Regions from separate parts of the Mus musculus genome. Here region 1 is linked to region 2. A link is a contact called in public HiChIP or PLAC-seq data. All regions are on one chromosome and are shown on one strand. The core of a region is the stretch at or near the end of the contact, and the rest is flanking DNA. Distances in the headings are between cores, read along the strand shown.

The links. HiChIP or PLAC-seq counts read pairs in DNA pulled down with a chosen protein or histone mark.
Region 1: a contact with region 2 is called in an H3K27ac HiChIP or PLAC-seq map of microglia, with 7 times the contacts expected there. The contact joins the enhancer-like site here to the promoter of 5033421B08Rik in region 2. A contact is called at or near these places in 18 of 39 promoter capture datasets (the 3T3-L1 cell line, the C10 cell line, HPC-7-derived erythroid cells and 10 more), 26 of 484 Hi-C or Micro-C datasets (the C10 cell line, CD4 T cells, ECoMG-derived neutrophils and 12 more), 34 of 115 datasets of contacts at active chromatin or transcription factors (the HPC-7 cell line, T-cell acute lymphoblastic leukemia, astrocytes and 24 more) and 4 of 9 other capture datasets (adipose tissue, liver, macrophages and 1 more).

The regions. Positions count from the first base shown.
Region 1 is chr12:8,348,369-8,353,885 of GRCm38.p6, reverse strand. No RefSeq gene overlaps it. Among named protein-coding and RNA genes, the nearest start is that of Gm33134, 13 kb to the left of the region's middle. Within about 2 kb of position 2,460, at least 150 of the 459 cell types and tissues checked have an H3K27ac peak or open chromatin away from gene starts, as enhancers often do. A contact at or near this core is called in ECoMG-derived neutrophils, the HPC-7 cell line, LSK cells and 17 more, where this site is marked.
Region 2 is chr12:8,508,186-8,513,556 of GRCm38.p6, reverse strand. It overlaps 5033421B08Rik (a long non-coding RNA gene), which reads right to left and starts at 2,394. Exons shown (of 4, transcript XR_872469.3): 1 at 2,093-2,394.

The DNA.
Region 1 (5,517 bases), core at 1,211-3,710, 160 kb after region 2:
CCAGTCAGTACAGTGCGTGTGTGTGTGTGTGTGTGTGTGAGAGAGAGAGAGAGAGAGGGAGAGAGAGAGAGAGAGAGAGAGAGAGAGAGAGAGAGAGAGAGAGAGAGAGATCAGGTTGCCATCAATATTCTCCTGCTTCTTGTAACCCCTTTGTGGCCTTCAGGGTGGCTCCCACCCCTCCCCTCACTCTCCTACCTTTGGCCACACAAGTCTCATTTCTGCAGACCATTTCCTCAGAAAACACCCCGTGTTTACAACTAAGACTGCTCTGAGGGACTTCTGGGCCTAGTTTACGTGGCTCCACCATCGGGTTAGTTAGCATGAGTTCTGAGCTTTTCCTCATGGGTCAGAACATGCAGACACAGGGGTTCATCCTGAGTGCTGGGGAGCATGCTGGAAGCCTCTAGACGGTTTTTTAGAGGTCAGGTTTGCCGTGACGAAGGATGTCTTAACCTGCCCGGGACAGGACAAATAAATCTTCAAACTCTCCAGCCTGATTTGGCAGAAGAACTGACAGCAATCACTGACTCACAGGTGTTCCTGAGGCCCTGACCCATGGCAGGTGGCACCTGCTGACAATCTGTAGAAGCAAACAAAACAAAACTGAAACCCTGCCTCTTTCAGCTAGAGGAGGCCAGATGTGCCCAGCCCCTGAGCCAAGTACCTCTGTGAAGGCAATGGCTGGAGACCTTTGTGCTGTTAGAGCATTGACTGTGTGCTGGTTAGAATACAAAGCCAGAAGGAGCCCAGGGAAGTCCCCGGCCCTGCTTTGCATGAGGCCAGAGTCTACCTTGCAGATCCCTAGTTAGAACTGGCACAAAATGGCACCCAGAAGCACTTGACAAAAATCACTACAGTGAGATGTATTAATATCCTCTCTCATAAATGATGGGCCAAGTAGTCTAAAATAAATAAGAATACAGAAACCCTAGGAAATATAATCAATAAATTTGAAACTATATATTCCCTCCAAACAAGGTATAATTCAATGAAATTTAAAATGAATTACAAAGGGATAGCAAAACTAAGGAGAGGACCTGGGAAACAAATATAAATACATAAACATTAAAATATTTAAAATAATTTATTATATTTAAAATAAGAAACACAAACTTTAAATTTATACTTGTTGAAAAATCAACAAAAATGAGAATGATAAATGATAAAACAAATAGGAGGGGCCCAGACTGTGTTTTGATGGAGAGAAAATATTGGATGCTGATGAGGTGCTTCATAGGTAAAGGCACACATGCAAATAAATACATCTAAATAAAAGTAGGAAGTATACTAATATATACATTTAAAACACAAACTATCAGTTTAAAAAATATCTATCTATCTATCTATCTATCTATCTATCTATCTATCTGAGACAGGGTCTCACTATATAACTCTGGCTGTTCTGAAACTCACTAGATAGACCAGGCTTTTTATTGTTATATCTATTACTTATTTTTGTTTTGTTTTTTGAGACAGGGTTTCTCTGTGTAGCCTTATCTGTCCTGGAAGTCTCCCTGTAGACCAGGCTGGCCTTGAACTCACAAATAATCCACCTGCCTCTGTTTCCTGAGCGCTGGGATTAAAGACAAGATAAATGACAGGTAGAAGGGCTTGGGAACTTTTTGCCATGCAAGTACTTAAGTCGGAGCTCATTGGCTGGCCAGCTTTGTTGAACTGATGAGTTTAGGCTCTGTGGGAGACCCTGACTCAAAAAATAAAGGTAGAAAATGATTGAGAACTGACATACAGTGTTGACCTCTGACCTCTAAAAGCATGTACACACACGCACACACACACAAGTCCATATACCATAATCATATAACAAATACACACACACACACACACACACACACACACCCCTTCACATACATTTAAAATAGAAAGAGTGGTGACAGTCATTTTTCATAGATATAGTGCTAAAAGATTTTAAAAACCTCGTAGACTGAAAACTATTGATAGCACAAAATCAATTTTAAAGTTATAGGAGAAGAATGTAAACTTTTGAAATCTAAGGAAGAGATTTTCTAGAAAAATATAAAGGTTAAGAGCTAACTAGAAAAGCATTAGAGACATGACACTAACATCCACTGAAGAAACGGGTAAACATTGATGAGCTGAGGCAGGGGGATATGGGGGAGCCCCAGACAGCTTGGTAGGGTTTTTTCCTGCCAAGCTCACTCTGCTAGCCTGATCCCCACGTGAGCCTGGGGCTCCCTATTCTTAAAATGAGGCTCTCAAACTGGCTCCTTAAACTCAGGACCCTTGAGCCTTAGATCCAAGGAGTGTCCTCAGGACCAGCTCCAGTGCCAGTGGCAGGGGGTGGGATCAGGATGACCTCAGGCAAGAGCAACAGCAGGAGCCTGCCTCTTATTTATTAGCAACAACAAGGTCTCAGGCTGAAGGTCGGGGACAGGAAATGACTTGCTTAGCTTGTCCCTTGTAACCATGAGACGAAACCAAACAAAGCACAGTGAAGCACCCACTCCTTTTGGGTCACTGTCAGCAGCTGAGTGAGTACTGTTTGGAAGGGAGAGGTCCCCACCTCACCAGACAGACAGACAGACAGACAGACACACACACACACACACACACACACCAGGCAGACACACACACCAGGCAGACACACACACACACACACACACACACACACACACACACAGCAGTGAGCAGTCTGAGATGATGCAGTTATCATTCTTTGCTTCCTACAGGTCATACAGCAGTACTTCCTGGATGTTAACAAGCCAAGGCCCAACACTGAATCCAAAGGGCTTCCCAGAGAGCATGGGCAGAACTGTAACTTCATAGTTTACCTCAGGGGTCTGGGATGGGTGGGTGGGGTAGTGATGAGGGACTCAGGCCCAGGATGGCCTACCTTCTCAACAGCCACAGTGGCCTAGGCTCCTGGGATTTACTGAAGGCTTCAGGGAGAACCCTGGACATATCTTCCTCACCAGCGACCCTTGACTATTTAGGATAACACAGGACAACTTGAGGACTCAACTGAGAGCTGGAAATCTCACACAGAGATAAAGCCAGCTGGTGTCCAGGGCTTCCAGGCCTGCTGGAGATTTTGTCCCTGAATTTCTCCAGGGGATTTTAGAGACTTCTGTTCTTCCATAGAAGTCTACAGTTCCTTCCTTCCATGTGGTTATCTCTGGGACAAGAATCCTGACCACCACCAGGAAGATGTTTGCTGAGTCTTACCTAAATCCCAGATGAGGGACAGCACAGAGAAGGGTCAGGATATAGGGAGGCAGGGCTAACCTCTAGGACTGGCAGCTGTCTTCTGAGTTAAAAGACCTTCTCCTGGTGTTTTCCTTTCTAAATTTATGTTCTCAGATAGATTGTGTGTGTGCGCATGCACGCACTTTTTAGGTGTGTATACATGCAGGTGTGTGTGCGCGCACTCACTGGGAGCTCATCTTTAGAGGTCAAATGTTGACACTTGGTGTCTTCTGCAATCACTCTCCACCTTATTTCTTAAGACAATGTCACTAAACCTAAGGCTCACCAACTTGGCTAGGTTCCCTGGCCTGTGAGCTCCAGGGCAGGGCCGTCTGTGCCTCTCCAATGACTGAGACTATAGGTCCACACTGCCATACCTGCTTTTTATATGTGTGCCGGGGATCTGAACTTGAGCCCTTTGCCAAACTGAGTCATTTCTCCAGCCCTTGTTTTTAGATAGATTTTTATATTTTAGAGCATTCTTAGGTTTGCAGAAAGACAACAGACAGTACAGAGTCCCAATTGTTCATAGTTTCTGGTCTCCCCTCCCCCAAATGCATAGCCTCCCTACTGTGGATGCTCTGCTGTAAAGAATGACCAGTGATCTAAGAGCCTCTCACCCTTCCTTTCTGTTGACCCTTTGTCGGCCAGTGATGTTCTCATTGGTCCTGCAGTGTCCCTCTATGTGCTACTGAACTGGCATGACTCAGTGCAGTGGTCTCTTTCACTTTACAGTGTGCACACTCTCCCCTAACCTTTCAAGGCCTCCTAGTGCGTCTCATCACAGTATTAATGTATTCCACTGTCTGGGTACCAGTCTTCACCCATTCATTCAGGGAAGGGCAGTTTGATTGCTTCCATGTTTGAGCAATTAGGAGTAAAACTGAAGCTGTAAACACTAGGCTAGTGTGCAGACGCAAATCTTTCAAGTCCTCTGGATAAATACCAACGTGCACCATTGCTGGATCCGCTGGGGCAGGGTTGGCTTTGGACCGTGGCTCCTCTTTGCAAAGCTTCACATTGTCAGGGTTTAGACGCAGTAAACGCTGCCCCATTGAAAGCGAGGAGCTGGGAGAATCTGAGTGAATGCTTACAGGCATGCTCACATTTAGACCATTTCCCCTGCTCCGAAATGTAAATGTTTCCTCCTGGCTGCTGGCAGTTGGTTCTCTCCCCCACGCCTTAGCCCCCCCAACCCCTCCAACTGCTTTCTGCCCACACCACATTCTTACCCTTTCCAGATTTCCACACAAATGGGATCTTGCAATGCATTTTGGGTCTGGCTTCTTTGACTTAACAAGTTTTGAGGTCCAGCCTGCCACAGTCACTAGAAGTTCTTCCTCTCCATGCTGAATGGCGTTATACCATATATGGATATACCACGGTATATTTGTCCATCAACCCTCGGGCATTTGGGTTGTTTCCTGTGGACAGGAAACTGCTGAGAATAACACTGCCATGACCATCCGTGCCCAAGTATTTGTGTGTAGACTCTGGAAAGTCTACACACTGAATGCTAGCTCTGCTACCTGGTGGGAGTGAGCTACAGAGGAGAAATGTGGGGGCAGGGGGGGTAGGGTGGGGATCCATGGATGCAGCTGCCTCTGTCCACAGGCTCCTTCCAGTGGCACCCAGCCTGCAGCTCTGAACAAAAGGTCAGGGCCTGGGAGAGAGAGGAAGATGTGTTTATTCATCTCCATGGTGCTGGGAAAATTCCCTTGTCTCCTTTGTAGGGTGAGCTGGGATGAGGTCGCCACTCCCACCGCCCTGCTGTTATTACTGAGTCTCATCTGTATGGCTGGTTTCCAGCATGTCCCATCTACCCTCCTTCCCACATGCTCCATGGTCCTCACCAAACAGCATGGCCCCGGCCTCAGTGGGTCAGATGATTCCGTGCTGCCATTTTCTAAGGTTCCTGAGCCATAGTAAGACAAAGGAAGCATGTCACTACCCAAGCTGGCAGACCAACTCAGAGGAGCTGAGTGGCAGGTATGAAATGAGACATCTAATGAGATGGGCTTCTTCTCTCAGTCACATCTGTGCTCCACAGCACCACCTCAGCTTCCCTTTCCATCTAATATTTGGTCCTCCCTTTTAGGGATTTCACAGTCCAGAAGGCCTGGGTTCGAATCCTTAGCCACCCAGACAACCAGAGAGAAGTTCACTGGAGTTGTATACCAGCCTGGGGCAGAAGTGAGGTCACTGTCGGGTGTCTGCTCAGCTTCTCTAAAGCCTTGGATGCTAGGGAAACAGGTGGACAAGAAACCCGTTGTCCTTCTTTCTCATCTAAAA
Region 2 (5,371 bases), core at 1,145-3,644:
AGGGAGGAATGCATCTGAGAATGTTAGAAGCCCCTCTACACGTCCATACACTGACCCATCCACGGCAGCACATTTTGTAGGAAAAAAACCCAAAAAACAAAAAAACCCCAAATGCTTCACCAGGAAGACAGATAAGTATTTACCAAATGGGACCCTTATGTATTCATGTGGCTAAACTTCAAAATGATTATCACTGAGTAGAATCAGGATGTTGAAGCCACATAAAGTACACTACTCCTATGAAAATTAAAACCAGGTGTGATGATACATACCTTCAATCCCAGGACTCGGGAGGCAGAGGCAAGGGGATCTCTGTGAGTTCTGGGCCAGCCTGGTCTACAGAGTGAGTTCCAGGACAGCTAGGGGGATTACATAGAGAAATCCTGTCTCCAGACAGACAGACAGACAGACAGACAGACAGACACCCAAAACAAGAAAGAAAGAAAGAAAGAAAGAAAGAAAGAAAGAAAGAAAGAAAGAAAGAAAGAAAGGAAGGAAGAAAGGAAGGAAGGAAGGAAGATCAAAACACCATCAAGTATTTAGGATGCACTTGTATTTTTAGCTGTATACAAAATAACACCTCTGAGAGACAGAGCTTCTGAGGGGCAGGGCTGAGGAAGGGGTACACCAGAGCTTTGAACGTATGTCTGTGATATGAGAAAAGTACAGAATATTCAGCAACTAACTGCAAAACGCGATAGATGGCAGATATTACTTTCTGTATTTTATATTTTAGAATCATAAGATAAAAATACATTAAGTTCCCCTTCTCTTCTGACCAAATATCTTTTCTTTAGTTCAATGTCTCCCTTGTAATGACACAGAGTGTCTTTATGCAGCCCTGGCTGATATGGAACTTGCTATGTATGTAGGTCAGGCTGGACTTAAATTTGTGGTGACCTTGACTTTGCCTTCCAAATACTGGGATTATATCTGTGGGCTACCACCACCAATAGACTAAAATAAATTATTAAACTAGGGAGCAAGACAGTGCTTCTCTAACTTTAATATTCAGATTGCCTGGAGATCTTGTTAAAATCTGTATTCCAATTTTGTAGATCCAGGGATAGGTTAGGGCTTGAGCCTCTGCATTCCAAAAGCTTTTAGGGCATGCAAAATTAGCTTTCCTTTGGACCACACTTTGCCTGGGGTCCCACTGAGTCCCTTCTGGCTATACCATTCTAGGTGTGTCCTTGTGTCCCACTAACATCCTGACGTGTTTAAGCCTGTATAGATAGATGCTGTTAGGAGAGAAGGAAGTGGGAGAAGGGCTTGAGTCTGTGGGAACATCAGGGCTCCAGACAGTGACTCCAACTCCTACACAGATATAAATCCAGCTCTCTTATGCTTTTGGGCTCTCACATGTAACTCAGGAAGAGGGCCCTGGAATCGAAACACACACACACACACACACACACACACACACACACACACACGAACACAGGATATTGGGAACATTTAAGTGGCCAGCAAAGTCAAAAGCTGCAGGTTAGAAGGCTTCTAATTCAGTATATTTTGTAGTTTTGACTCCAAATCTGCAGAGTAACAGGCTGAACACCGAGGTGGGTATCCTGTGTTACAGTCTTGGGTTAGACTCTACTCTTTTTTTAAGGGGAACTGATGAAAGCCTTCAACTAACTAGACGAGACCCACCTACAGTTTTGAGTGTAACCTACTCCAAGACTGCAGCTTTTGGTGTTAATCTGTCTTTTCAGAAAATGCTCTTGCATTTAGATGAATGCTGTGTGGTGGAGCATTTGAGCATCGCAGTGTAGCCAAGTCCCTGGTAGGAGCCCTAGGGTGCCGAGTGCAAGGAGCCTCAATTAGTAGTGTTTCACAGGCCTTGTAGCCACTCACTGCTGTGGGAACTGTGTCTGGGAGCCACTGGGCGAGGGTTGTTTATGCATGAAGTATCTCAAGGAAACCCCTTTCCTGTCTCAGATGATCACCCCAGACTTTGCCTCATATGCCTTTCCTCTCTGCTGATTCTGCTTTGTGCTGTACCCTGCCATAAATCACATCTACGGAACATTTCCAGGCTTATCACTGGATTATCGATCAAAGGAAATCTTGGAGACGACTATTTACTTACCTTCAACTGCTCTGATCTAGACTTGGCCGACCTCCAGTTCCAGTAAATGCCTCTCCCCGACCTATACTCCCAGTCTCCTATTCAGCCTCCTATACAGAATCCAGATCGCTGTGCCATCTCACGCCTCTCACGTGTTCTCCATTTGGCCGGGCTAACTTCCACGATACCAAGTCTCAGCATGTTTTGTTATCCAGTGCTGCGGAACAAGCCACCTCCAAACCCTGTGGCTTAAGACAACAACAGCTCATCATGTCTCATATCTCCGTGGGTTGATGAGTCAGGCGGTTCTTCAGCTTCCCAGGGGTTGGTCGGGAGTTTAGGGTGGAAATTTCTAGTGGCTCCACCCACACAGATGGCAGCACCAGCTGTTAGTTCAGCTGAGGCTAATGGCCAAGGTCACAGTTCTCTTCCATACGGGGCTTCTATGTAAGACTGGTTGATTTTCTTCAGAGCGTGGTGGGTGGGTTCCAGGGGAAATTTTTTTATTCCTAAAGAGCAAGACCACAGCAAGCTGCAGCTTGCATCAATCATGGCGAGATACCATTGAGGTAAGCTGGTGTTCCTGGCCAAACTCACAATCATTATAGGAGGGAGCTACACAAAGAAACTAGTGCTTGAGGGTGGAGTTTAATGGAGATTGCCAAAGAGCAATATGTCATTTATTCGAGTCTTCTCAGACCTTTGTATGCCACTCCCCTTGTACTTAACTTATAGCACTTACCCCATCAGCTGGAAGTAGCAGGTTTGGTTGCAAGAATTTTCCTGGACTGGAGCTCCTTTGAGAGCACACACTATCTGTGTTCTCCCTCTGTCCCAATCCTAAGTACACCCTGCTAGAAGGATTCATGGTAAAACTAGGGGAGTCACGATTACCACCTGTTTCCTATTTGCCAGACTCAAGCCCTATCAGTTAGACTTCGGAAGCTGAATAGACAGTTACACTGTCCTCAGAGTGTGGCAGCCAGGTGCTGTAAATAGATTCCTGGCAGATAGGAAGCATCTAGTAACCCTTAATGGCATCAATAAACACACGACAGAGTGAACTTCCTAGTTAATCATTGAGATTTCCACGTTGTAAATGCATCAGATTCTTTTTCTTTGTGACAGGGTCTCCCTCTGGTGCCTTGGCTGGCTTGGAAGGTACCATGTCGGTCAAGCTGCCCTAAACCTCACAATGACCCACCTGCCTCTGCCCCGTTGGGTGCTAGGGTTATTGGTGTGTTCCACTGTATCTTGTCTTTTCAGTTTTGTTTTTGTTTTTTTAGACATACACTGTGATCAAGATGAGAAAAAACACACATTCCGTAGATGAAGCAAGTTCATCAAAGTTGTCTTTAGGAGGCTTCTTTGGCCTCTCTTTGGGACAATTTCCTAGGAATACAGTTTCATTTGCTAAATCATGCTACACAGTTTTGTGTCAGGAAAGGACGAGGCACAGCCCATGAACGTGTTCTCTGATTCCCAGACTCTGGGGTTCTGAGCACTTAACTCCTAATGCAGGCTCCATCTATAAATAGTCACAGACACGTCTTCAGTGGCAACACACTGGAGTGTGGCAATCCATTGTGAACTCAGCTCCTCCCTACTGCAAAATTCTGACTTCATCAGAGAGCAGCAGGGGTGAATCATTCCTGTGCAGAGGCGCCAATGACATCATTCACTTTTTAAGAACCAGAGAGAGAGAGGTTGATGTTCTATTCTGTGTTTCCCTTTGGGACAAGGTTCTCTACCCCACTGTAGGCACCTGTCAGCTATGGGAACGACCCCTTACTTAAGACCTCCGCCAGCTTCTGCCTTTGGAATGCAGTGTTTAAAACTCAAATAAAAGAAGATTTGACTTAGTGCTATCCAATACCAAATGGTCAACCCTGAAAACATATAGATAAGTAACAAGTTGCCTGAGTAGGTTATATTTAGAAATATGTATAAATATATGTAATAACAATAAAAAAAAAGAGGCCATGAATTTTACAGAGAGCAAGGAGAGGCATATGGGAGGATTAAGAGTGAGCAAAGAGAAGGAAGAGATGATGTAATTATAATATCAAACATACATATTTATAAATATAATATATAAAAATATATAAAGGCTGGGCAGTGGTGCCGCATGCCTTTAATCTCAGTACTTGGGAGGCAGAGGCAGGTGGATCTCTGAGTTCGAGGCCAGCCTGGTCTATAGTATGAGTTCCAGGGCAGCCAGGGCTACACAGAGAAACCCTGTCTTGAAAAATCAAAAAAAAAAAATTAAACAATTTTAGGAAGGAAGAGAAGAGGAAGGGAGGGGAGGAAGAAAAATAAAATAAAAAGATCATCTTTCTGTTTTATAAAAGATTCTTTGTTGTTACTTTTTTTGGGGGGAGGGGCAGGTTATGAGACAGGGTTTCTCTGTGTAGCCCTGGCTGTCCTGGAACTTACTCGTAGACCAGGCTGGCCCGAATTCAGAAATCCACCTGCCTCTGCCTCCCAAGTGCTGGGATTAAAGGCATGTGCCACCATTGCCCGACTTTGTTGTTACTTTTAAGTTTTTACTTATTATTGAAAGGATTGGTATGGGCTCAGGATCTCCAAGACCAAGTTCTTAGAACAAAGGAGATTTGTTTGCCTTGGAGAAACAAAGGACCGGGAATAAAAAACAAAGACAGGAATAAAGATAAAGACAAATAGATAAAGACGAAGATAGGGGTTGAGGAAGAAGGAAAATGGAACAAGGGAGGCATGGAGGGGTGTTTGTCCTAGAACACAATAAAGGACTGCCTTTGGATAGAGAGGAGACAGATGTGGCCCATAGGCAAGTGGCACTTTATAAAGGTAAAATGGGAAACACAGAGTTAGCATGAGGTGCTTAACTTTAACTGAGCATGTTAATCAGGTGATGAACCAAAGGAGGCTTTTGATTGGTGGACTTAAATACCTTGATAGGTGGACCTTGGTAGTCAGCCTCAGGAGGAGGAAGTAGCCAAATAAGGGAATAGACGTTTGGGGCTAGCTTTAGGAATCCGATCTAATGGTTTTTATTAAGGCAGAGAGAATGGAGAAGGACAACAAGGCCTGACAGAGCCACCATTGCCACGCTCAGGCTGGCTAGAGTCCCTTCTATTATTGGGGTTCCTTTAATTAATATTCACACATTGTTGTGAATATTGTCAGCAGACAGTTGTGTGGAGTCGGATCTCTTCTTCTTCCTCCCTGGGCTTCCATGACTGGCTGAACTCGGGTCCCATGTTTGTGTCTAAGCATCTTCACCTGCTTAGGCCTCGCAGGCACTGACTGTAGTTAGTG